Linked DNA regions of Mus musculus: regions 1, 3, 4, 5, 6 and 7 are each linked to region 2. The links are chromatin contacts, called in public Hi-C, Micro-C and promoter capture Hi-C maps. All regions are on one chromosome and are shown on one strand. Each heading gives the region's core, a stretch centred on a gene start, on an enhancer-like site or on the middle of the called end of the contact. The rest is flanking DNA. Distances are from core to core; before and after follow the strand shown.

Evidence for each region. Promoter capture Hi-C pulls out the DNA fragments that hold promoters and counts their contacts. A called contact is a pair of places that touch in the nucleus more often than the background predicts.
Region 1: a contact with region 2 is called in a Micro-C map of embryonic stem cells, with 6 times the contacts expected there. The contact joins the promoter of Ccnd2 here to the promoter of Ntf3 in region 2. A contact is called at or near these places in 2 of 39 promoter capture datasets (both in embryonic stem cells), 3 of 484 Hi-C or Micro-C datasets (all in embryonic stem cells) and 3 of 115 datasets of contacts at active chromatin or transcription factors (all in embryonic stem cells).
Region 3: a contact with region 2 is called in a Hi-C map of cortical neurons, with 5 times the contacts expected there. The contact joins the enhancer-like site here to the promoter of Ntf3 in region 2. A contact is called at or near these places in 4 of 39 promoter capture datasets (embryonic stem cells, hippocampal neurons, liver and 1 more), 15 of 484 Hi-C or Micro-C datasets (adipose-derived mesenchymal stem cells, cerebellum, cerebral cortex and 8 more) and 13 of 115 datasets of contacts at active chromatin or transcription factors (astrocytes, craniofacial prominence, embryonic basal ganglia and 8 more).
Region 4: a promoter capture Hi-C map of embryonic stem cells shows a contact between it and region 2, with 5 times the contacts expected there. The contact joins the promoter of Tuba3a here to the promoter of Ntf3 in region 2. A contact is called at or near these places in 5 of 39 promoter capture datasets (the 3T3-L1 cell line, embryonic stem cells, hippocampal neurons and 1 more), 3 of 484 Hi-C or Micro-C datasets (embryonic stem cells and palatal mesenchyme) and 1 of 9 other capture datasets (embryonic stem cells).
Region 5: a promoter capture Hi-C map of stem cell-derived epiblast-like cells shows a contact between it and region 2, with 2.5 times the contacts expected there. The contact joins the promoter of Ltbr here to the promoter of Ntf3 in region 2. A contact is called at or near these places in 10 of 39 promoter capture datasets (the 3T3-L1 cell line, cranial neural crest, embryonic stem cells and 5 more) and 1 of 115 datasets of contacts at active chromatin or transcription factors (embryonic stem cells).
Region 6: a promoter capture Hi-C map of embryonic stem cells shows a contact between it and region 2, with 5 times the contacts expected there. The contact joins the enhancer-like site here to the promoter of Ntf3 in region 2. A contact is called at or near these places in 2 of 39 promoter capture datasets (both in embryonic stem cells), 2 of 484 Hi-C or Micro-C datasets (both in embryonic stem cells), 3 of 115 datasets of contacts at active chromatin or transcription factors (embryonic stem cells and forebrain) and 1 of 9 other capture datasets (embryonic stem cells).
Region 7: a promoter capture Hi-C map of hippocampal neurons shows a contact between it and region 2, with 3 times the contacts expected there. The contact joins the promoter of Tnfrsf1a here to the promoter of Ntf3 in region 2. A contact is called at or near these places in 6 of 39 promoter capture datasets (the 3T3-L1 cell line, cranial neural crest, embryonic stem cells and 3 more), 3 of 484 Hi-C or Micro-C datasets (all in embryonic stem cells), 2 of 115 datasets of contacts at active chromatin or transcription factors (both in embryonic stem cells) and 1 of 9 other capture datasets (embryonic stem cells).

The regions. Positions count from the first base shown.
Region 1 is chr6:127,149,616-127,153,364 of GRCm38.p6, forward strand. Ccnd2 (cyclin D2) reads right to left here and starts at 1,433. Exons shown (of 5, transcript NM_009829.3): 1 at 967-1,433. The coding sequence starts at 1,158. All of the region lies in intron 1 of 9330179D12Rik (RIKEN cDNA 9330179D12 gene), which reads left to right.
Region 2 is chr6:126,163,058-126,166,705 of GRCm38.p6, forward strand. It overlaps Ntf3 (neurotrophin 3), which reads right to left and starts at 1,903. Exons shown (of 2, transcript NM_001164035.1): 1 at 1,673-1,903. The coding sequence starts at 1,690.
Region 3 is chr6:125,424,309-125,428,003 of GRCm38.p6, forward strand. No RefSeq gene overlaps it. Among named protein-coding and RNA genes, the nearest start is that of Gm32673, 4.8 kb to the right of the region's middle. Within about 2 kb of position 2,288, at least 357 of the 459 cell types and tissues checked have an H3K27ac peak or open chromatin away from gene starts, as enhancers often do. A contact at or near this core is called in adipose-derived mesenchymal stem cells, astrocytes, cerebellum and 18 more, where this site is marked.
Region 4 is chr6:125,284,308-125,287,930 of GRCm38.p6, forward strand. It overlaps Tuba3a (tubulin, alpha 3A), which reads right to left and starts at 1,774. Exons shown (of 5, transcript NM_009446.3): 1 at 1,661-1,774. The coding sequence starts at 1,663.
Region 5 is chr6:125,312,214-125,315,475 of GRCm38.p6, forward strand. It overlaps Ltbr (lymphotoxin B receptor), which reads right to left and starts at 1,672. Exons shown (of 10, transcript NM_010736.4): 1 at 1,377-1,672; 2 at 1,177-1,273; 3 at 781-906; 4 at 539-697; 5 at 57-153. The coding sequence starts at 1,472. It also overlaps a transcript of Scnn1a not described here.
Region 6 is chr6:125,366,620-125,370,260 of GRCm38.p6, forward strand. The region is part of intron 14 of Plekhg6 (pleckstrin homology domain containing, family G (with RhoGef domain) member 6); the gene reads right to left. Among named protein-coding and RNA genes, the nearest start is that of Gm52918, 4.1 kb to the right of the region's middle. Within about 2 kb of position 1,637, at least 111 of the 459 cell types and tissues checked have an H3K27ac peak or open chromatin away from gene starts, as enhancers often do. A contact at or near this core is called in embryonic stem cells, where this site is marked.
Region 7 is chr6:125,348,036-125,351,749 of GRCm38.p6, forward strand. It overlaps Tnfrsf1a (tumor necrosis factor receptor superfamily, member 1a), which reads left to right and starts at 1,688. Exons shown (of 10, transcript NM_011609.4): 1 at 1,688-2,027. The coding sequence starts at 1,989.

The DNA.
Region 1 (3,749 bases), core at 183-2,682, 990 kb after region 2:
GTGTTCGGCTGCGGCCCACAAGGGCAGTAGCTAGGAAGGCTGTGCCTGCTGGGGGTTGGGTGAGACGAAACCAGGGAACCCCCCTCCAGGAGGCATGCGGGACTCTGACCTCTCATTTGGGGGTGCCCCCTAGCCTGCTCTACACACCTCCTCCCCCGCTTCCTACCCCACCCAAATCTGCGCGCTCAAGAAGCAGCCAAACTGTAAGTAACCTTGGTGAACCGAGGGCTGGGGAAGAGGGCACGATCAGAAAGAGGGTGCCCAGGATCATGGGGTGCTGAGAGGGGGTGGGGGCGCCGGCGAATGTTGCCAGTCCTTGTAAATGGAGTTTGCAAAGCAACATGGCGAAACCACGGCAGGTCCAGAGCTGTGCATACGTGGGCACCCTGCTCTCTCGGCAAAGATTGCAAGCAAGGCTAAAGCAGCGGTTCTTTCAGATTGCCCTAAACGCACGTTTTTTTCAGTATGACTTCCGGGGCTCTCCTGAATTCCCTGTTTCTCCCCCACCCCCACCTCCTGCCAAAGTGCCAACGCGGAGTCCTAAGGCTCAGACGGTTTGCCCCAACCCTGAGAGTCGGGGGCGGGGGGGGGCTCTTTATATGTTGGTATGGATTGTTAGGTCGCAACACCCTCTGGGGCCTCACTGAAGGCAGCCGGGGTTGCTTCCACACCACAGGTCAGAAATGGAGATGGGAAGACGAGGAAGCCACATGCAGGCACACGCGCGGGATGCCAACCCCCCGGGGGGGGGAGGACATCCTCACTCACCCAAGTTTTCCTCCACTAGTTAATCTAGCAAGGGACAGAATTAGCGTCTCGCCCAAGGGTGCGGGGCTACCTCGCGCACGAGCGGGGGAGGCCAGCGCAGGGGTAGTTCTCCCGCAGTTTTTAGGATCTCTGCGTGTTGGAGGTAGGGATGGAGCGGCTGGGCTTGCCTCTCCCTGAGAGCGTCGCCCGCACACCTACCTCTAGCATCCAGGTGGCCACCATCCTGCGCATGTACGGTTGGATGTCCTTCTGCACGCACTTGAAATAGGAACACTGCGGGAGGTAGCGCTCCTCGATGGTCAACAGGTTCTGCAGAACGCGGTCTTCCAGCAGGTTGCGGTCCGGCACGGCCCTGCGGACCGGGTCCACCTCGCAGCACAGCAGCTCCATAGCCAGCCGGCCACCACTCGGTCCCGACTGTAAATTTTTTTTATTATTATTATTTTTTGGAGGTGCGGGGGGGTCGGGGAGTGCTTCCCTTACCTCCTTCCTTTGGCTGAATGGGAGATTTGGGAGAGGAAAGAAATGGCAAAGAGAGAGAGGGAGAGAGAGAGAGAAGAGTGGAAGGTGGGCGAGCGGAGCCTCAAGGGCCGCCTGACTCGCACCGGTCCTTCCCTCCGAACTGCCCGGCTCTCCTCAGCTCGCTCTCCTCTCTCGCTCAGGCAGTGACGCAAGCTGGAAGGGCAGTTAGATCTCCTCCCCCTCTCAGGTTCCTCCTCCCCCTTTCCTCCCCTCCTCTAGCGTCCCTCCCCTCCTTTCAATCTTTCCCTCCCTCTCCCCCCCCCCTTCCCTCTTGTTATTAAGGAGCACAGCAGCTGGCCTGACCAAACTTCAAACACGATCCCCGCTCCCCACCCCCAACCCCTCTCCCTACTTCTCCGAGGCCCTCTCCCCATCCAGCCCCGCATGCTAGGGGCCTCGGATAGGGGAACCCACAAACCCCATGGATTCCTATTGATTATCCTTTCTGACATTCTGTAGGCATACCATGGGGGCATAAAGGGTGTGTACGTGTGTGCTCTCTAACTTCGGAGGCTTGCAATGTGATCAGAAAAACAGCCCATTATTCAAGATTCAGGTAGATAGATTTACCATGTGGATGAGTTCAGATAACTTAGAAGTAGACCCCTAAATGAGGAACAAGGAAAGGCTTATTTGAGAAAATTGCAACCTCGCCAAACCAGGGATAAAGGTTATGCCCCTCAAGCTTAGACTCCTGATAACTTTCAAGCTGTTGTCCGCCCCGAGCCACGTGCGTGGAGAGGAAGAGGAGGAAGGGGTGGATGTTGGAGAAAGGGGTGCTTCTTAAGCCTAGTAGAATATGACCCTCCTGCAGAAACCTTTCTGTTCTTGGGGGCGCCATTGGGCAACGCGGCCAGCCTCTCAGAGCGGCCCCAGACCGGGGGCAGGGCTAGCAGCGGTTCCTCCGCGGGCCTCGGCCACGCAGGAAAAACCCGCTTCCTCGCCCCTGCATCTGCTGACAAGCCGCCCTAGGTGTCTGCGCGGAGCGTGGCCACATTGATACAGCTTTCTAGGAAATGGCTCGGGAGGGGCCAGGGAGGGGGAGAGGGAGGGTTTAGGTTTGGCTCTCCCTGCGCCAGCAAGGCCACCCTTCCTTTCCCCGGGGGCTCCTGAGTCCTGCACCCCTCAATCCCCGACCCCGTGGGGTCTCGCGCCTCATCCTTCCGCCAGGATTTTGGGGTCGGCTCTGACATGTGCTCTAAAGCATCCTGTGGTCAAGGCTGTTGGTAGAGGGGGACACGTTGGCGTTTCCTCACCTCCTTCCTGCTCCCACCCTGCCTTTAACTATATTAAAGGAGGGAGGAAGGGGCGAGGAACCACTGGCCCCCGCATGGTGGCCACGCTGGCACGTGCAGATAGCATGGCGTGGGTTGCACCTCTCTGGGCACACGGGGGGGGGCACTGAGTCCCTCCTTCCTTAAGAAGGGGGGATGATCAGGGACGCTTAAGGCTAGCGGAGGCTGAGGCTGGGGGGGGGAGGGGGTGGCACGCTGTGGGAGCACCACCCGTGGGCTCTCGGAAAGGCCCGGGAGGGGAGGCAATAAAGCCGAGGTGCAAGCGATTAACTCCAGCCCTGGGCCAGCCCCTTTAAACGAGGGTGGGGCGGAAGGGGTGGGCGGGGGGAGGGGATATCACTTTAAAAGGGTGAGTATGAGTTTGGGGCGCCGTCTCCCCTCCCTCTATTTGCATAGCCAATAGCTCTGGGGCTCCTGCTACTGCGCGCTGATTGTTACCGGGCAGATTACTTTTTTTTTTTAAAGTAGGAAGCCTTCTCCGCTACATCAAAAGGAAGCCCGGGAAGGGCGGAGGGAGAGCGGGGACCCGGGCGGGCTAGGCCCGCACAGGGGCCTGGGCTCCTCGGACCCTATCAATGGCAGCGGGAATTAGTATCCAATCTACTGCATGTAAAGAAAGGGGAGGGAAGGGGCGGGCGAGGAAAATGTGTAATTGCAATGGAAGCCATTAGCTTTCGGAGGTGGGTGGGGGAGAACTCATTGAAAAACTCAAGTTGCGAACTTAAGACGGAACCGTCCTGCGCCCAAGGTGACGCTTGTCTAGTGCACTCTGTCCATCACCTGTGGGGTTTAATCAAGATGGGTTTCCCGAATAGAGGTCTCGGTGTTATCCTGCACAGATATATGAATTTATGCTTTATGACCCCATAAAGCAATTACTCAAAATTTCCCCAGGGCCACCTCCAAGGAGCAGATCTGACACTGCTCCTGCAGAGGGGCACAAAGTACGGGGCGTCAGAGCTGTACTGAGGTATTCATCTACCTCAACAGAGAAGCTGGGCGGCGGGGGGGGGGGGTAGGGGGGGCGGCATCCTTTTATTCCCCCACACCACTCGAAGGCTAGTCTCCTCCGCATCTCCAGTGAAGACAGCATCCGGAGCTCGGGGGCGGAAAAGAGGCGGGTGGTCGTCGTCGGGGCTAGCCCACCCGGAGGATAAAGTCTGG
Region 2 (3,648 bases), core at 653-3,152:
TTAGGGAAGTGTCCTTACATATTTCCTCGGCCGCTGGTTTGTAGTGGAAAGACATCACTTTACTGAAAAGCAGGTTTGTCAACACACTCCTTAAACCCACAGAACTTCCAGCCTCAGACTCTGCGAGTAACACCCACCCTTACAGTCTCCCTTCCCCTCCCCCAGCAGGTCCCCGCCCCCAACCTCTTCACACTCATAAACAAGTCCCGGCTCAGGGGCTCCAGCTCACTAGCTAGCAAGCCGCCTGCTCTGGCTGGGACCGCGTCCTAGAGCAGCCGCCACTCAGACTCTCAACCTGCTACCCGCCGGCCGCCAGAGGTCGGGGTCAATCCGGTGGGTGCTTCCCAGACCTGGAATACGGGAGCCTCGATTCCAGTTCCCGCCTGCGACCTCTCTAATCAACTGTGTCCACACCATTCGGTGCTGGAGTCCCAGGAAGGTGCATCTGAACGCCGCGGAAGAACGCCAAAATTGCGCAAAGCAGTAGCGCCTCTTGGATGCACACCCACTCACTCCCGAAAGCGACAAGGAAAAAAGTCCTCCCCAGCCCTCCCATTCCACACCTTCAAGAGTGCCAAATTTCATTAGAAGTATCCACCACTGTGCAGAGCGCCTTGGTGGCAGCAGGAAACAGTCCAGTTTGCTATGTGTTCTTTTAACTCCGACCTAACTCTGAGGGTCTCTGATGTTCTGGACCCTTCCCATACTACCTCTTGGGGCGGGGGTGGGAACCCTAAAAAGGACTCCGAGAAACTGGCACCAAATCCCTACCGATGGCCCCACCCCGGTACCCACCGTTCCATGGCCGGGTCCCAGACCCACAGGCTGAGCGCTAGCTCCAACATCTGCGCGAAGACCCAGGGTGGGAAGCCATTGGGTTGGCGCTGGCCAGAGTAGCCCAGAGCTAGGGACCCTCTCAGAGAAAAAGCTTTATGTGGGACAACAACGCAGATACGCACTGTTGGGCTTAAGTCCCAACTCCCCCCAACCTGAGAAGTGACGGTGCGGGTCCTGAGCTTTGCAGCCCCTCCCCCAGCCCACGCCCTGCCGGGCTGTGTGTTGGAGCTGATGAACGTTGCCCGGTGGCCAGCGGGGTGCAGGGCACAAGCCGGGATCCTGGTCTCTTCCAAGCCCCATTTTTGTCTGCTACCCGCTTTTATTATAGGATGCGCGGGAGTCTTCTGGGGGAACCAGATAGGAGGGTCGGAGGTGTGTATGCATGAGGTGGAGTAGGATGGTGATGTCCAGAATCCCTTTCTTGCCTTTTCGTGGTCCCCATTTTCCCTCGCCTCCACCTCCTTCCCTTCCCAATGCAGGTTTGTTAAACCTGATCACTTTCCCAGACTGAGGGCGGTTTCTTGAGCAGCCAGGGGACTAGAGAAAAGAGGAGGAGGAGGAGGAGGAGGAGGAGGAGGAGAGCCATATCCACGCGCGCACAAGTGTGCATGCATGTGGAAGGAGGGTGGTGGTAATTGCGCCTAGGCCTGGGCAGATTCGAGCTCAAACTTTGGGGAAGGCACAAGAACCGAAAAGTTAGCGTGTTGCGCGATGGGGGTGGGGCTGGGTGCAGAATTGGGGCCCCCCACGCGGATCCCCAAGAAAATCTCCCCCACGCGATTCCCCCACCCCCTCCGGGACCTGCCCACCCAACGTGCCCGCCACGTCCCCTTACCGTGGCAGAAGTAACCATGGCATCCGTGTGACTATTTCCAGGGACGTCGACATGAAGAGAAAGGTGGACTCGAGTTCGGTCATTCAGTCTCGCCCACCCCTGCCGCAGCCACTACCCAGCGGTGGGAAAAAACGAGGGGAAGAAAGAAAGAGGGAAGAAAGTTGCGCCGGGCTATCTCGCGGGGCGGTGCGCGGAGCTGCTGGGTAAGGAGAGGAGCCTTCAACTCTGAGTCCCGTGAACATAATCTGAGCGGTTATAACCAGCCAACCCGGCCAGATGGCTCCGCGCTCAGCGCCTTAACCCCTTCCGCGCCAAGCCCCCTAGCCCCGCCCGCAGTGACTTGCAGGCCCGCTCCCTGGCATTTTGGAGTTTGCTCTCGAGACCAATGGGAAGACCTAGTCATTTCTCCTAGTCCACTTCAAAGGAAAACAAACGAACGAACAAACAACAAATAAGCCCTCTCAAAATAGCCTACTCTTCATTATCCCCTCTTTTGACCTTCCCTTTTAGAGATGGGGAGAAGGAGCCAACAAAAAACGTTTGATTTATCATTATATTTTACACGTAAATATCTTCGATCTGTCTTATTCTTGAACTTTTTCTTTTAAGGCTTCCTTCCTTTCTTTCTTTCTTTCTTTCTTTCTTTCTTTCTTTCTTTCTAACTAGGCAGATGAAGGCCTTTCTTGCCCCTTGGCTCAGGAAAGCTTGAACCTCAACCTTAAACTCTGTCTCCAAACCTCAGACCCTTCTGTCTTTGGATCTCTCTCCACCCCCTATTAAGCCCCCCCCCAGCCCCCCCAGGCCCTCACAACAACAGGAATCTGCGCATGAACAGTTGCTTGCCTGCCCTCGAACTCCTCAGTCCTGGGGGCAGCTCACAAGGCACAGTTAGTTCAAGCTGTCTAGGGAGGTTAAGTTGCTGAGGTACGGTGAGGGTGGGAGTGCTAAGCAACCGAGGAAGGGGTGGTTTGCGTGTGCGCAGAGTGTGCGTGAAAGAAAAGGAGAGGTATGAGCCAAAGCCCCACGTTCTACACACTCCCTAACTTCTCCACCCCTTTCTTTCAAGGTAGGAGCCGACCCTGGAGCTGAGCATTTGCCCAGCACTCGCCGCTTTGTACAAAAACAATTTGCCCAGAAGAAAGGGCAAGCAAGGCACCCCTTCCTGACTCCCCGAAAGTAGCGACGCTCTCTTGCACAACCGCTAGATTCATTCGAGGAAAAGATCTCAGGGTGGAGGCAAGGGTCTTATTTGTAGATTATTTTAGCTATTCATTAGATTCCCCCCCCACACACACACACACTTGATCCGAGCTGATTCTCTCAGATTTTACAGTGGTCAGAGCATCTAGATTTTGCTCAACTGCGGTCCAAGAGAAATGAAGGGGGAGGGGGGAATCCTAGTGGTAAGGGGAACCGGAGAACCAGAAAGTAGTACACCATTGCTCCTTCATTCCCTCCCCCATTCTTGCAAGGTGGAACTCAAGTCCAAGTGCCCCCTCCCCCCGCCCCCACCTCTGCCACTCTCCAAGTTGCCTCCTGTCAGGACATTTGACTCACACACAGCAGGAGAGGCGATTTGATAGTCCACCTCTTCCTTGCCTCCTAATAAAGTCTGATAAGCAACTCGCAATGTACTTTAGCAAGGTTCCAGGTTCAAAACCTGGAAATTCCTTGGAGATGCATAGGTTTGGTCCACACCCAGGAGTGCCAGAATTGCACCCACCGGTTAAGGCTGAGAGAAGCTGCGGGGCGAAAGGAGGCCAGAGAGGATGGAGAGTCGGGGGCTGCATACTAGATAGATTGTACCTGCCTCATCATTATCCTGGCTGACGGGGGCTGCCACATCGAAAATGGCCTGCAGCACCCACAGAGGCCCACCAAGGACGTCACCTCCAACGATCCCTTTGAAGGACTTCCCTCCTGCCAAAATATCTTCTTCTTCCTCCGGATCCGATCAGGCTGCAGAGTTTTCCCCT
Region 3 (3,695 bases), core at 1,038-3,537, 740 kb before region 2:
AAGGGGGAAGTGCTCCCCACTGCCTCTGAGGTCTGAGCTCTGTGACTCACAGCCATTGAAATTTGATGGTGTTGATCCAGAGCTGGCTTTTTCCAGCTTGTTCTGAAGGCAGCCTCCTGCAGGTTTCACTCACATGACCGGCTCCCCTTTTCCTTGTAAACTAAGCCATTCTGCTTTTTCCATGGCACTAAAAATCTTCCCAGGTCGGCTTCTCAAGGATCCAGACATCCTCCATTTGATTTTTCTTATTTTCATTCTTTAAGATTTTGACATTCTTGGAGTAATGCAGGCAAGGCACCCACCAACCCTGGTGTGTTTATAAAAACATAAAAAGAGGGGTATGCCGGGCGTGGTGGCGCACGCCTTTAATCCTAGCACTCGGGAGGCAGAGGCAGGCGGATTTCTGAGTTCGAGGCCAGCCTGGTCTACAGAGTGAGTTCCAGGGCAGCCAGGGCTATACAGAGAAACCCTGTCTCGAAAAACAAAACAAAACAAAAAAGAGGGGGTATATATTCTATGGGGGCGTGGTGAGGTATGGGGGGGGGAAGGAGGTTCCTCCGCGGGCCCATGCTGAGGCATCCCCTTCCCCGAGGGACCAGCCACACAAAGGTATAGTATAGAATAGAGTTTATTCAGGGTATGGGGAGGGGAGTTAAGAGGGTAGTAGAGGCAGAGAAAGGCAGAGAGAGGGAGAATAGAAGAGTAGAGGCTGGCCATGAGCACATGGAGAGATGGGGAAGGGAAGAACAAGGTAGCAAGAGAGGAACAAGGAGGGAGAAAGGGGCAAGCAGTGGGTCAGGCCTACCTGGCTATTGACAGGTAACTGTGGGGCGGAGCTTAGACAGAACGCTAACAGACCCCTTCCTGAAGTCCTCTCTCGCCCCAGAGATGCGGCATGGGGCGGTCGCATCAGGTTTGAAGCTCTTTTCTCCTGCAGGCAAGCTCAGTAATCCAGGCTCTTTGCTGTGTAGTTTATGCTGCTTTAGCATCTGCAATCCTGCCTCAGGCTACTCTGTGGTGGTGCGATCATAGGTTTCCCCGCTATGCCTACGACGGTTGTTTAGGACATCTGGGCTCCTTGCGTGTACAGGAGCTCAAACCGGTCATTGAATCTCAAGACAGTCACCCTCCTGGGCACTGAAAAGACAGTGTGTGGGAAACCAGAAACCACTCACCAGCCTCTCGCTTCCTAGGGGCCAGTGGGGTGGGTGGAGGGGGTGGGGCTAGGGAAGTGGGAGGTGCTTAGGTTTGTTATGGATGTCACTGCTACCCAAAGGGTGGGTTAGTGACTCATAGCTGCTGGAGCCTACAGGTGGGGTTGAGTGAGTCACTTTTATTCCTCAAGGGAGGGCCGAGGTGGGATGGAATGGAGGGGACCACGGAGTTGGAAAGAAATGAGGGATTTATATCTGAGAATTGGAGCTGTAAGACCTTGAGAAACGAACCTTCATTTCCTGTTAGCTGACCTGTCCGTGGGAAATGATCCCTACACTCCACATTATTGTGGAATTAAATGAAAGTGTTGCTTACACAACTGAGTGTGTACTGGGCATGGTGACTCACTCCTTTACCCAGCACTGTGATCTCTGTGAGTTCAAGGCCAGCCTGGTCTACAAAGCAAGTTCCATTTCAGCAGGGCTGTCACACAGAGAAACCCTGTCTCAAAAATAACAACAACAATAACATAAAAAAATCCACCATAAACCAAGAAACAAACTACAAATAGCGGTAGTGCCATCGCTTAAATCTTCATTTAGTTCCTGAAAACAGGCAGGGTAATAATATCTACTTCCTTTAGAGATTAAGGGCATTAAATAACGTATGCAAACTCTCTGCACAATGGTATTGGGTAAACGTTGTCCATTTTCATCAGCTGGGGGGGGGGGGTGTCACTGGTTTGTCAATGAATTCTCTGCTGTCTTAAGACCAAAAGGAGAAATGAGTCTGAGGGGTGACAATTAGGCTGCATTAGGTTGGGACCAGGCCAGCAATCCACTTGCGCCCGAATTGTGAGCCTACTAGGTGCTCACATGCTCATATTTGGTGTCACGCCTCCACAGAGGGCTCGAAAGAGATGAAAACCAACTGATAAGGAAGTGTTTGTGCTTGCCTCCTTCCTTTGAACCTCAAATTTATCTAAATAGAGATCTAACTTGGAACCAGGGTCCCAGGTTGCGCTTTCTGATGTGGCCTCCAGGGGGCGCATCCCCTTTGGGGCGCTCTGTGTGGCCGTGGAAGCTGCGGTGACTGTCGGAGGCAGGAGGATGAGTCAGCCTCCGAGGCTTCCGGCGTCCATTGGGTCCTGCTGCCCGCTCGGCCGCGCCCTGCCCGCGGGCTCCCGCCCGAGTCACCCTCTGGTATGGACCTGCAGCTCTGCAGGAGCTCAGGCCTTCCTTGCTGCCTGGGGGCAATATGGCCAGCCCTCTGGAGTGGTGGGCTTCCCGCGGGCGTGTGACCCCTCTCTCCACAGGGCCAGGGATTGCTTCCCTGCCCAAGTTCCAGGGCTTCAGGGCCCCGGGGCTGGCATGGGATGTGCTAGGACTGGGCAGCAGGAGGGACATCACGGAGGAAAATTTGCCACTATTCTCCACTTGGGGAGCCATGGAGCCTGGCCAGTTCCTCTGGATCCCCAAGAGTGTTCTCCCTCTGCTTAAAGTCAGAAAGAACAGACACCCCACCCCCACCCCCACCCCCCCACCCCCACCCCCGCGCTCCCATGCCCCTAGCCCTTTCCCTTGGCTTCTAGCTACAGATTTAGAACAGGGCTTGAGACTAGCTCAGCCAGTGTGGATGGTAAATTGGAAGATTTGGTTGATTCTGGGAGGGCCTCCCAATGAGTCACCATCCCTGGGAAGAGGTAACTCCCAGATGCCCAGGAGCTATCGGCCTCCCACTCAAGAGGAACTTGGAAGTAATGTCTAGCACAGAACACCTAACATTGTATATATATAGTAATGTCCATATTATTATATATGTATACTTTTAGATAGAAAGTTATAATTAAAATACATGAATCATATAGATCTCTGTGCATGTATACACATGTACTTTACAGGGCACCTCCTGTAAACTAGCTGTTGTCCCAGTGGCTCTACAGGAATTAATTATCTCAGACAGTTTTCACAGGACACTGGGGCATACGTACTATTATTGTTCCCATATGGTAGCTGAGGAAGTCTGAGCTCAGAGAGTAACTTTTGAGTGGGTGTGATGTCTGTCTGTAAACCAAGCAATTGGGTGGTAGAATCAGGAGGGCCAGTGTAACAGGCTCCAGACTGTAGCATAACTGACTCCATATTGGAAGAGCCATTCACTCAGCACGTAGACAGCATCACCTGCCAAAACCGTAAACAAAGACCTAATCCATCAAAGTCCATAGTCATGGGAACGTCTCTAAATGTGCTCACCCGGCTTTTGGGTGGCTGTAGTTCTGCTTCTGGCTAACTGTTCTTGCTAACTGAAGTGTGTCAACCCAGGACAAGTGTGTGTGTGTGTGTGTGTGTGTGTGTGTGTGTGTGTGTGTGTGTGCTTAAAAGCTCACCCCGACAGAGACTTGGGGCTACACTATGGGATCCTGAATGCCTGTGTAGCCATGTGCCAGCTAATGAAGATTCTATTGGCTTAAACCCATGCCCAGGCAGTCTTCTCTGGTGGATACCCCACAACATCAGGAGTTCAGGACTCTTCTCAGCTAT
Region 4 (3,623 bases), core at 524-3,023, 880 kb before region 2:
GTATGCAAAAACATCGTGCTAATTAGTTCTGGTCACGTGGGGAGAGGGAACAAGAATGTCTGTGGGTATTTTCTTGATTAATGACCCACGTGGGTGGGCCCAACCCACAGAGGGCAGTGTAAGGCCTGGGCTAGTTAAGAAAGCCGGCTGAGTAAGCCGGTTTGCGGATTCCTCCATGGTCTCCTTCAGTTCCTGGTCAGGTTCCTAACGGCAGTCAAATACATCCTGCCTGGAGTTGATTTGGTCAGTGTTTTATCGCAGCAACAGAAAGCAAACTAGATAGAGCCTGTTGCCAAATCCCATGCCTATCAAGGACTGTGCCCTGAGAACAAAGTAATGGGACGACACTGCCCCTGCAACAAGAAAAAAGTTTTAAAGAAAAAAAAAAAAAAACGATCAAGCTCGGTGTGGGGGGGTCCATGACAGTAGCCAGCTCAATGAGGAGCTGAGGTAATAAGAGGCGTTTGAGGCCAGCTCAGATGACGAGAGCCCATCAGAGAAACAAAGACAAGTTCTGGCTGTTTAGACCCAGATCGTATGTGAACACAAGTATCTAAGAAGTCCTCTGCCTGGGGCCGGAGAGTTTGTGTGGTGGGTAGGAGAGCTGTCTTGCAGAGGATCAGGGCTCAGTTATCAGGCTCGCCACGGCCTGACTCCAGCTCCTGGGTCTTCCACACCCTCTTCTGGCCTCTCTGGGAAACTGCACTCAGGAGCACATACTTTGCAGAGACATACATGCACAGCGATTTCAAAGAAAAAAAAATCTAATAAATTAGGTTCTCAGCCTTATTTTATTCTTCCCTTAGGACAAGTTTTTGTAGTCCATGCTAGCTTCAAATGTACTCAGACTAATCTTGAAATCCAAATGTCCTGCTTGGGACTGTGGCATGCGCCAGCACACACCTCAAATGTACTTTCTAATACCAACAATGGATCCCACTTATAAACCATGAAATAAGAAAAACAGCAGTAGCCACAAAACTTATATAAAAGTTCTTTGGCAAGCTTGGTGGAGCTGGTGGCCTGTGATCTTGACGGAGTGGAGGCAGAGAGGGCAGGCCTACCAGGGGCTCTACGGCATTTCCCAATCATAGTAAGCTCGAGACCCGAGCACAGGCTCTTTGGACTCAGTAACTTTCACTTTCCTAGGTGGACGAACATTAGACCAGAAAGCCTGGTGGCTTCTAGGATCTTCTGGAACCCAAGCCATCACTGGTTCTCGCACTCAAGGCCACTGGTACCAGTAAACAAAACAAAAGTTCCCTCTCCAGAAACCTATCTGCCACCTTCTTTTGTTGCTTTTTTTCTTAAGGCTGGAGGCCCACGAGACTGAGGCTGGCCGCGAACTCTTGCGCCTCTTTCATCAGCCTCCGCGGGGCTGGGACTCCGGGCTGGAACTGCATCCCAGCATCCTGGAGCTTCACAGGTGCTAAGAAGCCGAGCATCTCATTCACACGCACTTGCATGGTGAGGAGTCTAGAGGAGACTGCGGGCTCCTGGGCTGCTCTGCCAACGCCCACCCTCACAGGAGCTGGGGTTGCGAGGAAGCCCTAGCCTCAGAGGAGACGGAGGTCAACCTCCCGTGGGGCCGACCCCCCCAGAGGCCCCGAGGCCAACCACCCCGGCCTGGGACTGCTCCCACCACCCCGGCCGCTCTCACCATGCTGAACTCCGGAGACCCGCTCAGACGCCGCCTCGGCCGTTCCTCACCACTGGTCCTCAACCGCCTCTGGTCTGCGCGCTCAACAGTCCAGGACGGATGTGGAGTCCAGGCCGGGGCTCATTGGCCCAGAGCGCCTTAGGGGCGGCCTTAGGCTCCACATCCCACTAATGATTGGATGTGGCTCAAGTTGCAGTGCTGGCACTTTCTGATTGGATGTGGCTTTGGCGGGAAGGCTCTGGAGTGGCTGGAGGGGGACAAGCATTGAGGAGCATCTGAAAATGGGGGGTGGGGGGAGGTGTGTCTGCGCGTCCCCGACATCCAACTTAGCATGGAACAAGTGGGGCGCTCAGGTCTTGCTTATCTGCGTATGTTATCTGCGCATCGGCGATGGAGGGATGCCCTAGCAGCCCTGCACACTATCCGTACCTCTGTCCTCGCCTTTCCTCCTTTCGCCTCACCTCACACAGCCTTACCTCACTTGGGGCAGAAAAGCTGTTCAGCCTCCCTCGCTTTGGAGGCCACCAGGTCGTGCTTCTCCAGAGACCATCTGCCAAGTCTTGCGTTGGGACCCAGAGCTGTTTTGGAAGTCTGTGTGAGCAGTTGCCTATTCCGACATTATTTACTCGGAGAAGGTTTTGAAAGGATTTGGGTATGCAGCCCTGGCTGGCCTCCAAAGCTTGTAGCCCGGGCTGGCAGAAGTTGAAACTCTGTCTCAGGCTACCTCAGAGCTGGGGCTATAGATGTGTGCCATGCCTGGTGGCAACCAGACCTTCAATCTGCAATTTGGAGGAAACATAAATTAGTCAACATACCTATCTTTCCTCAGGATATCGAACTGCACATAATGAATTGTAGGCTGTGCCATGGTGTTTTTGTTTGTTTGTTTGTTTGGGCAGAGTCTCATGTATCCCACCCTGGTCTTGATTTCCCCTGTAATCAAGAATGGATTTGATCCTTCTGACCCTCTAATCTCCACCCTCTGAGTCCTGGGACTGCGGATCTGCATCACAAGCTGGGGACACACTCATGGCTTCAGAGATGCTTAGCCAGCACTCTACCAAACCCAGCTACAACTCTAATCCCCAGTGCTGTGTTTACAAGAAACATTTTTTTCTGATTATGAGATTAACACATTCAGAGTAGAACATGTGGGAAAGGCAGCAATAAAATAGAACACCAACAACCACGCATGTCTCTAGAGAAACACATTTCAGCTGTCTTTCATCCTGGCGTGCATACATTTATGACTTGTTTTATAACTAGAATCAAACATGATTTTTTTTTAAAAAAATTCTGCAATAAACATTTTTTGGAACAGAATCTTCTTGATGCAGTCTTATTGTTGGGGATCTGATTTGGTCGCTAGGCATTTGAAACCCAGGAAATTTATATCCATATCCCGTGAATGAATATATTCCTTCATGTATGCCAGATTCAGCATATAGAAGGCAACCTCGATACCTGCAAATGAGCAATGGCATGAGACAGCCTGCTGGCTTTGTTAGGATTCTGTCTCCTCTGGGATCCCAGGAGGAAAGGGAGGTTTGGTTGAAGAGAAGCACCTGGCTCATGGTTTATTGTGCTTGCCACCAGCTGCAGACTTTTCACTTCATTAGAGTACAGTGGGGGAAGACAGTTACAGTCTCCTTGAGCCTTCAGCTCCTGGGTATTGTGACGGCCGAATCTGCTACACACTTTCTATACTCTGCTGGTTCAACTTGCCTTTGATCTGCTGGGTCTGTGTGGATAATTCGACAGTTTTCATGTGTCAAACATGATTTTTAAAACCACTTTCTTGAGATTTAGTTACCTTACTCTATAGTGTGTGTGATTCCGTTAACTCGGGAACTTGTGGGCTCAAGCTGGCCTCCTGAGAAGCTGGGACTACCAGTGTTCACCACCATGCCACACTTGGTATTTATTAAAGGAAAAGAATATTTATTTTTGGCTCACAGTTGGA
Region 5 (3,262 bases), core at 422-2,921, 850 kb before region 2:
GAGGAGATGACAACCCTTGGGTTTCCTGGAGGTGAGTGGGGGAAGGGCCCTCTCACCTGGTATGGGGTTGACAGCGGGCTCGAGGGGAGGAAGTGTTCTGGAAGTGTCCCGGCTTACAGGGGACACAGTTGACGTCAGTATCCATAATTTCATCTGGCAAAAGAAAGGCAGGCCAGTGGGGGTGAGTGGGTAAGTGTGAGGACTCGGTGGCCTTCCTTTACGTCCCCTCTTTGCCAACCATTCTGCTCTGTAGTTGCTACCTTTCCCAAGCTTGGCTTTGCAGCCTGCCGTTTTGCCCAAGCTTCCCCAGGGCTGACAGGAGGGAGCTACCTTCTAAGCTCCTCATACCAGTTCATGTCTTGGCAGACCCCCTCCTGTGAGCCTTTTTCAAGGACTGATAGATTCTTTATGGTTCTCCCAGTGGGCAGAGGTACCACACTCACAGTACCAGTGGGGAGAAGCACCATGCGCACAGTATCACGTTCCTTGCCCTTGATGCCCAGCCTCCCTTTACTGGCTGCCCTCAGTGACCTCTGACCTGTGACCTCGGCTTCTGTGCCAGGCTGGCAGAGTACAAGCCGCTCCTCCTCACAGTGCACACACTCATTGTCCAGATACACACAGGACATCCCCGGCTGACAGCGGCACTCGGCTTTCCGATCGCTGGTGCAAGGGGCAACCTCCTCAAAGCCCAGCACTGTCAGGGAGAGGGAAGAGTCAGAGAGGAGCTGGCCCTCCCAGTCGTACCCATCATGCAGATCCAGATGAGTCCCCACTTACCAATGTCACAGGGGCGGCACAGCTGGCAGGTGGAGAGATGGTTCCAGTGTTCATTATAGGAATTATGGGGGCAAGTCTTGCAAACCGTGTCTTGGCTGCGGCTGCATACCGCAAAGACAAACTCGCCTATGAGGCGAATGGGGAAAGAGGGTTATCAGGAGACAAGAAGTCCATCTCTGCGTCCGCTGCCTCTGCTTGCTGCATGCCTCGGAGCCTCTCCTTGGTCTCTTTGTCCCCATCCTGTCTTCATGGCTACATGCCGCTACCTCTTCAAATCTCAGTGTCCGTGGGACAATGCTAATGCTTCGTAGACTCTCCTTCCTGGCTAGTTTTAGCAGTGCTGGCTCATTCTGGCTCACCTCTACCACCCAAGCCACTTGGAGCCACTGTTCTCACCTGGGGGACAGCGGGAGCAGCAGACGTCGTGCATGGGCTCGTAGTATTCCTTGTCCTGGTCCCAGCAAGTCTGGTTTTCTATGCGATAAGGGGGCACCTTCCAGAGGAGGCGGAGAAAGAGAAGAATGAGGCAGGGTCAGCTCTGGAGGGCAGAAGGGCTAGAGAGAAACCTGGTCCATCCCACCTAGCCCCTCCCTCACCAGCTGGGGCTGAGAGGCCACCAGAAGCCCGCTGAGTCCCAGCAGGAGTGGCCCCCAGGCCAGGCCGCAGGGAGAGGAGGCCCGGGGCAGGCGCATGGCGGCCTTTCGGCTCGGCTGACCAGACCGGGTGGAGTCCTAGGAGGAAGGTGGGAAGCCCGGACGTCCTGAGCAGCGTTGGCCACGACTTCCCAAGCCTGGCGGCTGGGCCGACGTGCCCCCGGGGGCCGGGAGCGGCCGGGCCTGGCCTCCAGGGCTCCAGCGCCGGGCTCAGGAAGTGGGAGTGGAGCGAGCCGGCCGGGGGCGGGGGCAGGGAGCCCTGGGAGCAGAGGCCGGCCTGTCGCAATCGCGACGGGGGGGGGGAAGAGGAACAGGCTTGGCCGCCTCGACGCAGGGCGGGAGGGGGTGGCCGGGAAAGCACGTGAGAGCTGCAGGCCCGGAACCCGGCCTCCACCTTTCTTCGGAAGCCTGGCTCTCAGAGGGGATTGCGGATTAGGATCGCTTGCTGGCCGAAAGGGGGGCAGCAGAGACAGTGGCTAGCCATCAGTCAGGCCCACCTCCGAGAGCCCGAGGCAGAGCTGACTTGGTTGACCTGCCGTGGACGTTGAGGCAGAGAGCTGTGGACAGCTGGGTGTCAGATTTGCAAAGAGGAGGCGCCAGGGATTGACAGTGCACCCAGCCAGGATACCCAGAGGTGGTTAGCAGATGCAGCCAGCGTCTGGCCAGGCATCCCACTTGGCAGAGACTGAGGGCCTGCTCCACTCTGTGACTTTTTAAAAAGAAGCTTCCACAGTAACAAGCCCACCCACGCCACACACCAGGGCGCACACCACAAGACACTGGAGAGAGTTCAGCTGGCCCTGAATCTGTCCTCTCCTCTGGGACCTCTCTCACGGAAGGGTGGGCGTGTGTAAACCCAGGTCCTGGTGAGTGGGGGCTTCTGGGCTGGGGCTGGGTAGCCTAGTTCCAGCGTGTGTGCACATAAGCCTATAACTCTCTTAAACCGAGGGACCTGAGAGCCCAGCCAGTGTAGGTACCTTACTTTCTAGAGAAGACCTGCCCAGGGTGCCAGGCAGCGGTGCACAGGGTTCCAAGATCGTTAAGCCTGGTGGGCCTTTTCTTCCTGCCATTAATAGCCCAGAGCTGCTGGAAGTATGTGACACCCCTTTTTCCCACGTCTACTGATTCCCAACCCCCCCCCCCAGCCCCCTTCACACACACACCCCTCTAAATTTCTATTAAGAAAACAGCCATGGAGCCCCCAAGGAACCCTAATGTCTGCCCTGTGCTCCTTACTAGGCTATTGGCTGGCCCGTGGCCTGGTTTGGCTATTTAGTCTAGGCTCACGGAGTCTAGCATGATCTGGCTTATGCCACTGGCCAGGTACATATTCGTTGTGTAAATGAAGGCTGTCCACACCGCTTAGCCACTCTGGAAGAACTTAACTGCAGTCCAGATCTGATTTTCAGATCCCAGCCCATGGCAACATCTGTCCTGCCTCCCTTGTGACTCGGGGGTGGGGGGTGGGGTTGGACTCTCATTTGGAATGAGGGAAAGCCTTCTCTTGCAATAGCTCACCTGAGAACTGACCTTTTCCATGGTGGATCAGATATCCAGACAGGCTTTCGGTGGAGCCTCGAAATGCTGGCAAGGGATTGAGTTTTAGAGAAGACCTGGGGAGAGGGGGGAACAGAGCGGGGCGGGGTGGGGGGGAACTTGCCTGGGCTTTTTTTTTTTAAGTGTATACTTTTTTTAAAAAAAAGATTTATTTATTATTATATGTAAGTACACTGTAGCTATCATCAGACACTCCAGAAGAGGGAGTCAGATCTCCTTAGTGGTGGTTATGAGCCACCACGTGGTTGCTGGGAATTGAACTCAGGACCTTC
Region 6 (3,641 bases), core at 387-2,886, 800 kb before region 2:
TTTCACCTCCTTCCTAGGCGTCCCCACCACAGTGGCAGCTAAGGTGCTGCATCTGGCATAGAGCAGAGACCTCAAGTGTTCCCTCACCCCATACAACGCTCTCTTGTGACTGATGCCAGGTTAGCTGATGGCTCCATGTTTGTCCTTTCTCAGAAGCTGGGAGAGTGTGAACCAGCAGCCCTGGGGCTTCCTGGGCTTCTCCAAAGCTTTGGTAGGAGCACAAGGGCGGCTGGGTCAGAACCAGACATGTTGGAGGAGGGTTGGGCAGGCATAGGAAAATGGTATCAAGTGGACAGTTGTTCCAACTCTCCTTTCCCTGGCTTCCCAGTCACTGAACCAGAGCCGAGGTTGAGAGCAGGAAACTAGCACTAGGGGGCCAGTTCCTGTGTCTCCTCCCTTTTCTCTTCTCTGGGCTTCATCTTTCTGCTCAGTGTGAAGTTGAGAAAGGTAGGAGCAGAAGGGTGGTGGGCTGCACAGCCTGCTGTGAGGAGAAGCCACGCCCTTTGCCCTCTCCCCCCCCCCATGCCCCAAGTTTGACTTTGTGATGGCTGCTGAGGATGGGTTAGTGTGGAGGGAAAGGATGAGCAGAGGACTTCTTTAAAGAATCTCTGCTGGTATTGGCTTCACTAAGCTTGCCCTTGTCCCTCCCCAAGAAAGGCAGGAGCTTGGGAAACCCACCCTGGGGTGGGGGGAGATGTTGAGCAGCTGAGCCCAGGGCTTCCAGCTGCCTCAAAAGCTACAGCAGGGGGATCTTCTCTGCTACAGCAGGAGGAGAGCCAAGGTGAGGAGAGCCAAGGTGAGGAGTAATGGAAAGAAAGCTAGAGTGGGAGGGAGGGAGGGCTCCTCTTCCTCTTCCTCCCCCTCCTCCCCCTCCTCCCCCTCCTCCTCCTCTTCCTTCTCCTCTTCTCTTTCCTCTTCTCTCTTCTCCTTTCTTCCTCCTCCTTTCTCTTCTTTGTTTCTCTGAGACTGGGTCTTTCTATGCAGCTCAGATCCAGAACTTGCTGTATAGCCCAGGCTAGCCCTGAACTCACAATCCTTCTGCCTCAGCTTTCTGTGTGCTGGGATTATAGGAGTGTTCAACTAGCTCACCCCCTTGTGTCACAATGACCCACACTTGTAGCGCTCCCAGGACGCACAGAGCCTCAGGCCAAGCCACTCACTGGCTTGTGGGCTATCACTGTACTTCCCCAGATGAGGGCCAGGCTTAGAAGGGCTAGTAACTTGCCAAGAGCACAGCGTAGGCTCTGGGCTGCTCTCAAGTCTTGCTTTTGTTTAATTGGCCCCAATTTCATCTTTTGGCCTCTTCCTCTGAGGGTTCTCAGTTCCTTTTCCTCCTCCCAGCCACTAAGTCTCCCCACCCCCACCCGCAAGCTCATTTTTTGTTAAAGCATAAGCCACCTCAAGGAAGCTGCCTCACTAACATTTCTGCAAGGGGAAGAAGAAAAAGTCTGAGCTCTGGGCAGAAGAAAAACTAAGAGAAACTCTCACCCTGTGTGAGCATGTGCATGCGTGTGTGTGTGTGTGTGTGTGTGTGTGTGTGTGTGTGTGTGTGTGTTGCAGTGTTTCAGGCTTTGAGTGGCTGGGAACCTCACTGCAAATTTGATCACAGAGGAGAAATGACTCCCCATTTGTCACGCTGCAGAGCCTATCAGGGGCTGTTATTTTGCATATGAACACAAGCAGGTTTGACTGGTTCTCAGAAGTTCCAAGTGAGAATGTGGCAGAAGGCTTGTTCTAAGACTGGGAGCCAAAGGAAGAGGAGACACTTGAGAGGTTGGTGTGGAAAAGCAAAGTTTACAGGTGTGGTGATGCCCATGCACATACACGCGCCCACCCACAAATAAATAAACAAGTAAATAAGTGTGCACATTCCTTCCTGGGGCTGGGGTGGAGTGCAGGGATACGCACTTTCCCAGGGTAGCAAAGATGCTGGGTTTGATCCTCGGCTCTGCCAACAAGCAAGACAAAGAGTCTAAGGCAAATCTCCAGCTCTTTGCCACTCTGCTCCCACCGTGGGTTTGCCTGGAGAAAGCCGGGTCCGAAACCCAATCCCCAGAAACCATAAATGTGACTTTAGTTGGGAACCGGGTCTTTGAAGATGTGAAAGGACCTAAGGTGAAGACCTCAGACATTCCATGTGGATTCTAAAGCAGGCGTCTGGCATCTTCATAAGAAAGGGAGGAGAATCTGGACACCAGCATACAGAGGGGAAAGCCAGAGATGCGGGGGAGGGGCCAGGAGTTGCTGCTCCAAGTTAAGGGCCACAGAAGCCATTGGTAGCTGAAACACAGATGCCCCCCTAGAACCTGGGCAGGAAGCTCAGTTCTGTCAATCCTGCATTTTGAACTTGTGGCCTCCAAATTTGTGAGGGACCCTGTTTCTGGATGCTTTGCTTTGTTTGTGTGGAACCATGGCTCAGTCAGCTCCAGGGTCTCGTGCAAGCTAAGCACGCGCGCTCACTGAGCTACACCCTAGCCCAGCCTCTGTTTTTCTATAGCCTCTGAACTGATAGTAACAGATGTAGCTTTACTGATGTCTCTCTCTCTTTTAAGCTCCTACTTGTATCACTTAAGTCTGCCTCCACTGGCTCCACGTTGTCTACAGGTCAAAGTTCAAGTTCCTGCGTGGCCCTTAGAGCCGGGCATGATCCTGTGGTACCACCTCCTGAACTCAGCTTCTGCTGCATCCACCCTTCTACTTCTCACCCTAACAATGCCAAGCAAACAACCTGCTCAGTTCTACACACACGCACACTTGAGTGCACACACCCACACAGTCATGTCCGTACACCCACACACATAATACACACACACACAATCGTGTGCATACACCACACATAATACACACACGGCCATATGCATAATATATACACACATAGTATACACACAGTCATATACATAAACCATACACATAATACACCCACACAGTCATATGCATACACCACGACATAATACATACACATATATAACAATGCAGTTATATGCATACGTCATATACACACACAACACACATAGTCATATGCATACACCACACATAATACATACACACAATCATATGCATACACCACACACACACACACACACAGTGGCAGTGGGAGGGAAAGAGAACATGGTTCCTACTGAGCTCTAAAGGTTTGTATGACCTTGATCCAGTCCTGGTCCCTTCCTATAAAGTGAGAGATGGGGTGCCTCTCTCAGCACCCAGGACTGTTTCCTATTTCTGGGTCTTTGCACTGTAATTCCCTTCTTCCTGCTTTGTTGTCTGCTCTGATGCACCGGTTTCTCCCCCCTAAGCTCCCTTAGCACCACTGCTTTTCCAGCAGCCTGCTGGGACAGACAGCATGGCCGTTCCCTGCTGCTGTCTTTGGCATGCTTGCTTCTGTTATTTGTACCCTGATTACTCTAATGAGCTGAAGCACAGATTCCTGGAGGGCAGGAATGGTATTTTCATTCTTTTCTGACTCCCTGGCACGTAGCACTAGCTCTGCTTGTCCCCAGAAAGTGCTCCGTAGGTGTCTCTGAACAGAAGATAAAGTTTAGAAATTCACTGTTTCGGTATGGGGAAAGCATTCGGGTGTACGGCGTGTTGGATTGTCTCAATAGCTGCCACAGGCTTTCTCAGACTCTGGAAGGCATCCGACC
Region 7 (3,714 bases), core at 438-2,937, 820 kb before region 2:
ATTATTTTCAAATTATTGATATTGTAGGATTCTTAACATGTGGCAAACACTTCTAATATTAATATGAATCTTACCACCAAACTAGCCTTGAGAAATGTGCTAGTGTGTTTTGTGTCTATTTGTGTGTGTGTGTGTGTATGTGTGTGTGTGTGTGTGTGTGTGTGTGTGCTGGGGATAAACTTAAGGCCTCATCTATGCTGGGGAAGCCCCACCTCCACCCCCGACCACATACCCACACACACCATTTCTTTTTCCTGGCTTGCTCCCATTGAAAACTGGCCAGTCTGATAGAGGGGGGTGAGCTTCCAGCAGCAGGGACACCTCCAGCTGGTCTTCCGCTCTGCCTTCAGGGTCACAGAGGAGAGGAGACAGCAGGGTTAGGATACTGGAGGTTGGAAGTCAGGGTAGCTCACAGGGAGAAGGGCCAGGAGCTCTGGTTCCAAGTCCCCAAGCCCTATGCCCCTATTCCTGGGTTTTCCCTCCAAGTCTCAAAGTCTCAGCTGCTTTTAAAGGACCGCAGGTTGGTTGAACTGGCATGCATAAAGAAGGTCATTGAGTCTCAAGGGCACTCGAGTGAATAGTGTCCGGGTGTTACAGGGTTCCATTGCACTGAAGACCTGCCCAAATGGGGATGGCAGGAGGCAGCCATCCCTAGTAAGGGATGCTATCAGAAGGTAAGGTCTTACTCAAAAGGACAGAGAGAACTGTGGGCCTTGCAGTAGGAGCTCGGCTGGCATCCTGATTCTCCGAGATCAGCCTCCCAGTGTGCAGAGTCCCGTGGCTTTTTCCTCACCCCTAAAGCTACAGACTGTGGTATAACTATCTTTGAGGTCAGTCCCAACGGATGCATCAGGATATCTAGAGCTGGGTGTGGTGGTGCACACCTGTAGTCTCAGCAGGTAGGAGGTGGGAGGATGAGAAGTACAAGGCCAGCCTCAGCTAGACAGTGAGTTTGAGGCCAGCCGGCTTGGGCTAAATGAAACCCTATTTCACACAGGTTGGAAAGGGGGCCCTGGGAGCCCTTTACAGAAGCCTGAATTCTCATGGCTTCTCTTTGCTATGTCAGGGCAGGCACTTTTCACTCCAAATTAACAACTGGGGAGACAACCAAGGCTTAGGAGAGGGTGCTGCCTGACACCCCCTCACCCGTGCCCCACCGTTGGTGACCGAGCCATGGTGGGCAGCTGAGGGACTTGTCTGGAAGACACAGATGAGAGTCAGTGGGAGTGACCTTGGGTCAGGACCCAGGCAGGGTAGAAAAGAACATTTGATTTCCCTCCCGGTTTGGGCTGACTGGGTAAACGTCCAAGAAAGTGCGATTAGAGGGAACTCAGAGGGAGGGAGAGCGCGAAGCAAAGGAGTTCTCGGCGGGCGAGCATCAGATATTGCCCTCCCCCTAATAACTCCCGCCTGCCGTCCCGTGAGATAGGTGGGCTGGCTTCCTTCCGTGAAATTGACAACAGGCTTAGAGGGGTTAGTCCACCGGTCTAAGCTCACCCACTTCAAAAGCAAAGGAGTCCGAACTGGAATTCTGTGGACTCTCAAGCTCTTAAGTGGTGTTAAGTGGGTTTGGGGCGCCAAGCTACGGGACCCGGGCTACAAAGCGTTAAAGAACCTTGGCCCTCTCCTCACTCCTCCTAGTTCCCTCCCTCCTCCTCCCTCGCCTCTCCCCAGGCTCTTCCGGTCCCGCTCTTGCAACACCACCCCCGCCACTCTCCCTTCCCCTCCTACCTTCTCTCTCCCCTCAGCTTAAATTTTCTCCGAGTTTTCCGAACTCTGGCTCATGATCGGGCCTACTGGGTGCGAGGTCCTGGAGGACCGTACCCTGATCTCTATCTGCCTCTGACTTTCAGCTTCTCGAACTCGAGGCCCAGGCTGCCATCGCCCGGGCCACCTGGTCCGATCATCTTACTTCATTCACGAGCGTTGTCAATTGCTGCCCTGTCCCCAGCCCCAATGGGGGAGTGAGAGGCCACTGCCGGCCGGACATGGGTCTCCCCACCGTGCCTGGCCTGCTGCTGTCACTGGTGAGATGGGAGACTGGAGGGGAGGGTGGGTTGCTAGCGAGGCGCCGGGCAGGAGTGGGCTTGTACTAGGGGTAGAGATGGGGGCAGGGGCTTCTGTGCTTTAGTTTGACGCCAGGTTTGCTGTGCCTCACCTGGGGCTGCCCTGAGATGTGGAAGGGAGAAATCTGAGAGGGAGAGAATCTGGCAAGCCAAGCTGGCAAGCCTGGGCCCCTGACAGTCAAGGTCCTGGCCCGTGTTGGGCTGTGGTCAGGCCAGCTGCTCGGCCAGTGGAGTTAGACGGAGAAGCCTTCTTTCTCTGGCCGAGGTTGAACAGCGTGGGGCAGGGTGTTGGAAGACTGGGTGCTAGGAGAACCGCTTTGGCGGGACGAGTTTGGGAAAGCGTGCTTGGGAGTGGACCCGAAACTGGACAAAGCTGGGCAGCCTTCCGGTCCCAGACTTCTCCCTGAGACAGCCTCTGACCTTCTGCCGCCTCCATTTCTGCTTCCAGACAAGAGGTCCCTCCTGGCGTGACCCTCCTTAAGTAGCTAATACCTCTTTATCTAGGCCATGTATCCTCCTGCTCCCTCCCCACAGACCCAAAAGTCAGTCTCACGGTTTCCAATTCCACAGTTCCAATTGGGGAAGTTGGTAGCAGCTTGTTTTCGTCACTGGAAAATGTACTTTTCTCTGGCCTCGGCCTAGTGTTCATGTTCTCTTGATTTCTGTGTGTCCATAATTATTCTGTGTAGATCCTGGGGGCTCCCTGGCTGTCTGGGTGGGCTGTACCATCGGCGCAGTGTTCTCTGGGTCCTGCCTCTCCCTGGCCCAGCGTTATCCCTGAGACCTGCCTTTTTCTCCCTCCCCTTTCACTCCTCATTCTCTTCTGGTCAGTCTCCAGAGCCTCCTTGCGGGGGTGGGGTGGGGGGGTGGGGGTGGCTCCTTTGTGTCTATTCCCTTCCCTTTCTCTACACACCATTCTAAAGCAGTGGTCCTAGAACCCTGCCTGGGTGTCACCTCCCTTCTCCTGGTCCTGTCCTGTCTCCCAGTCTCTCCTGGGAGACTTGTCAAGGCTGCCCCTCTGGCTGTTCTCCAACTCCCCCACCCACTTAATTCTTTTCTCTTTAGGGGTAGATCACCTGGATTTAGGGCTCAGCCCAGCACCCTTACCCTCATGAACGCAGGCATGTGATGTGACTCCCCCGCTTTTTGTTTCTTTTATTTCCAAAATGTCTACAATGATCAGTACCTCATAGTTGTTATTAAGATTGAGTAGATGGATTTGTGTTAAATATTTATTCATTTCCTTCCCTGCTAGGTCCAATTCAGATTAGGTGAATGATCCCAAAGGGGAGTAAGAAGTATGCCACAAACAGAAAGGACTCAGCTTGGCTTCTCTCTTCTCATCTCTAGCAGTGATACTCGTCACTACTCACGTCACTACTCATTGTGACGGTAGATGTCACAATAACTGTCAGAGTGCAGTGGCCCAGCTAGGTAGAGGAGAGAGGCTGAGCCAGTTGTGGAGGCCCAGGTGAGGGTGGGGGCACCGTGAACAGAAGCAGATCCTGAAGACAAGGCACACGGAAGGCTACTGAAGTCTACATGGGGCTGGCCACTGCCTTATCAGTACAGAGCACAGTGCCTGTGAGGTGTTCAGGTAGGACGAGGTGCTGAGGTCATGAGGCAGTGATGGCCGTGGCAGGGATGT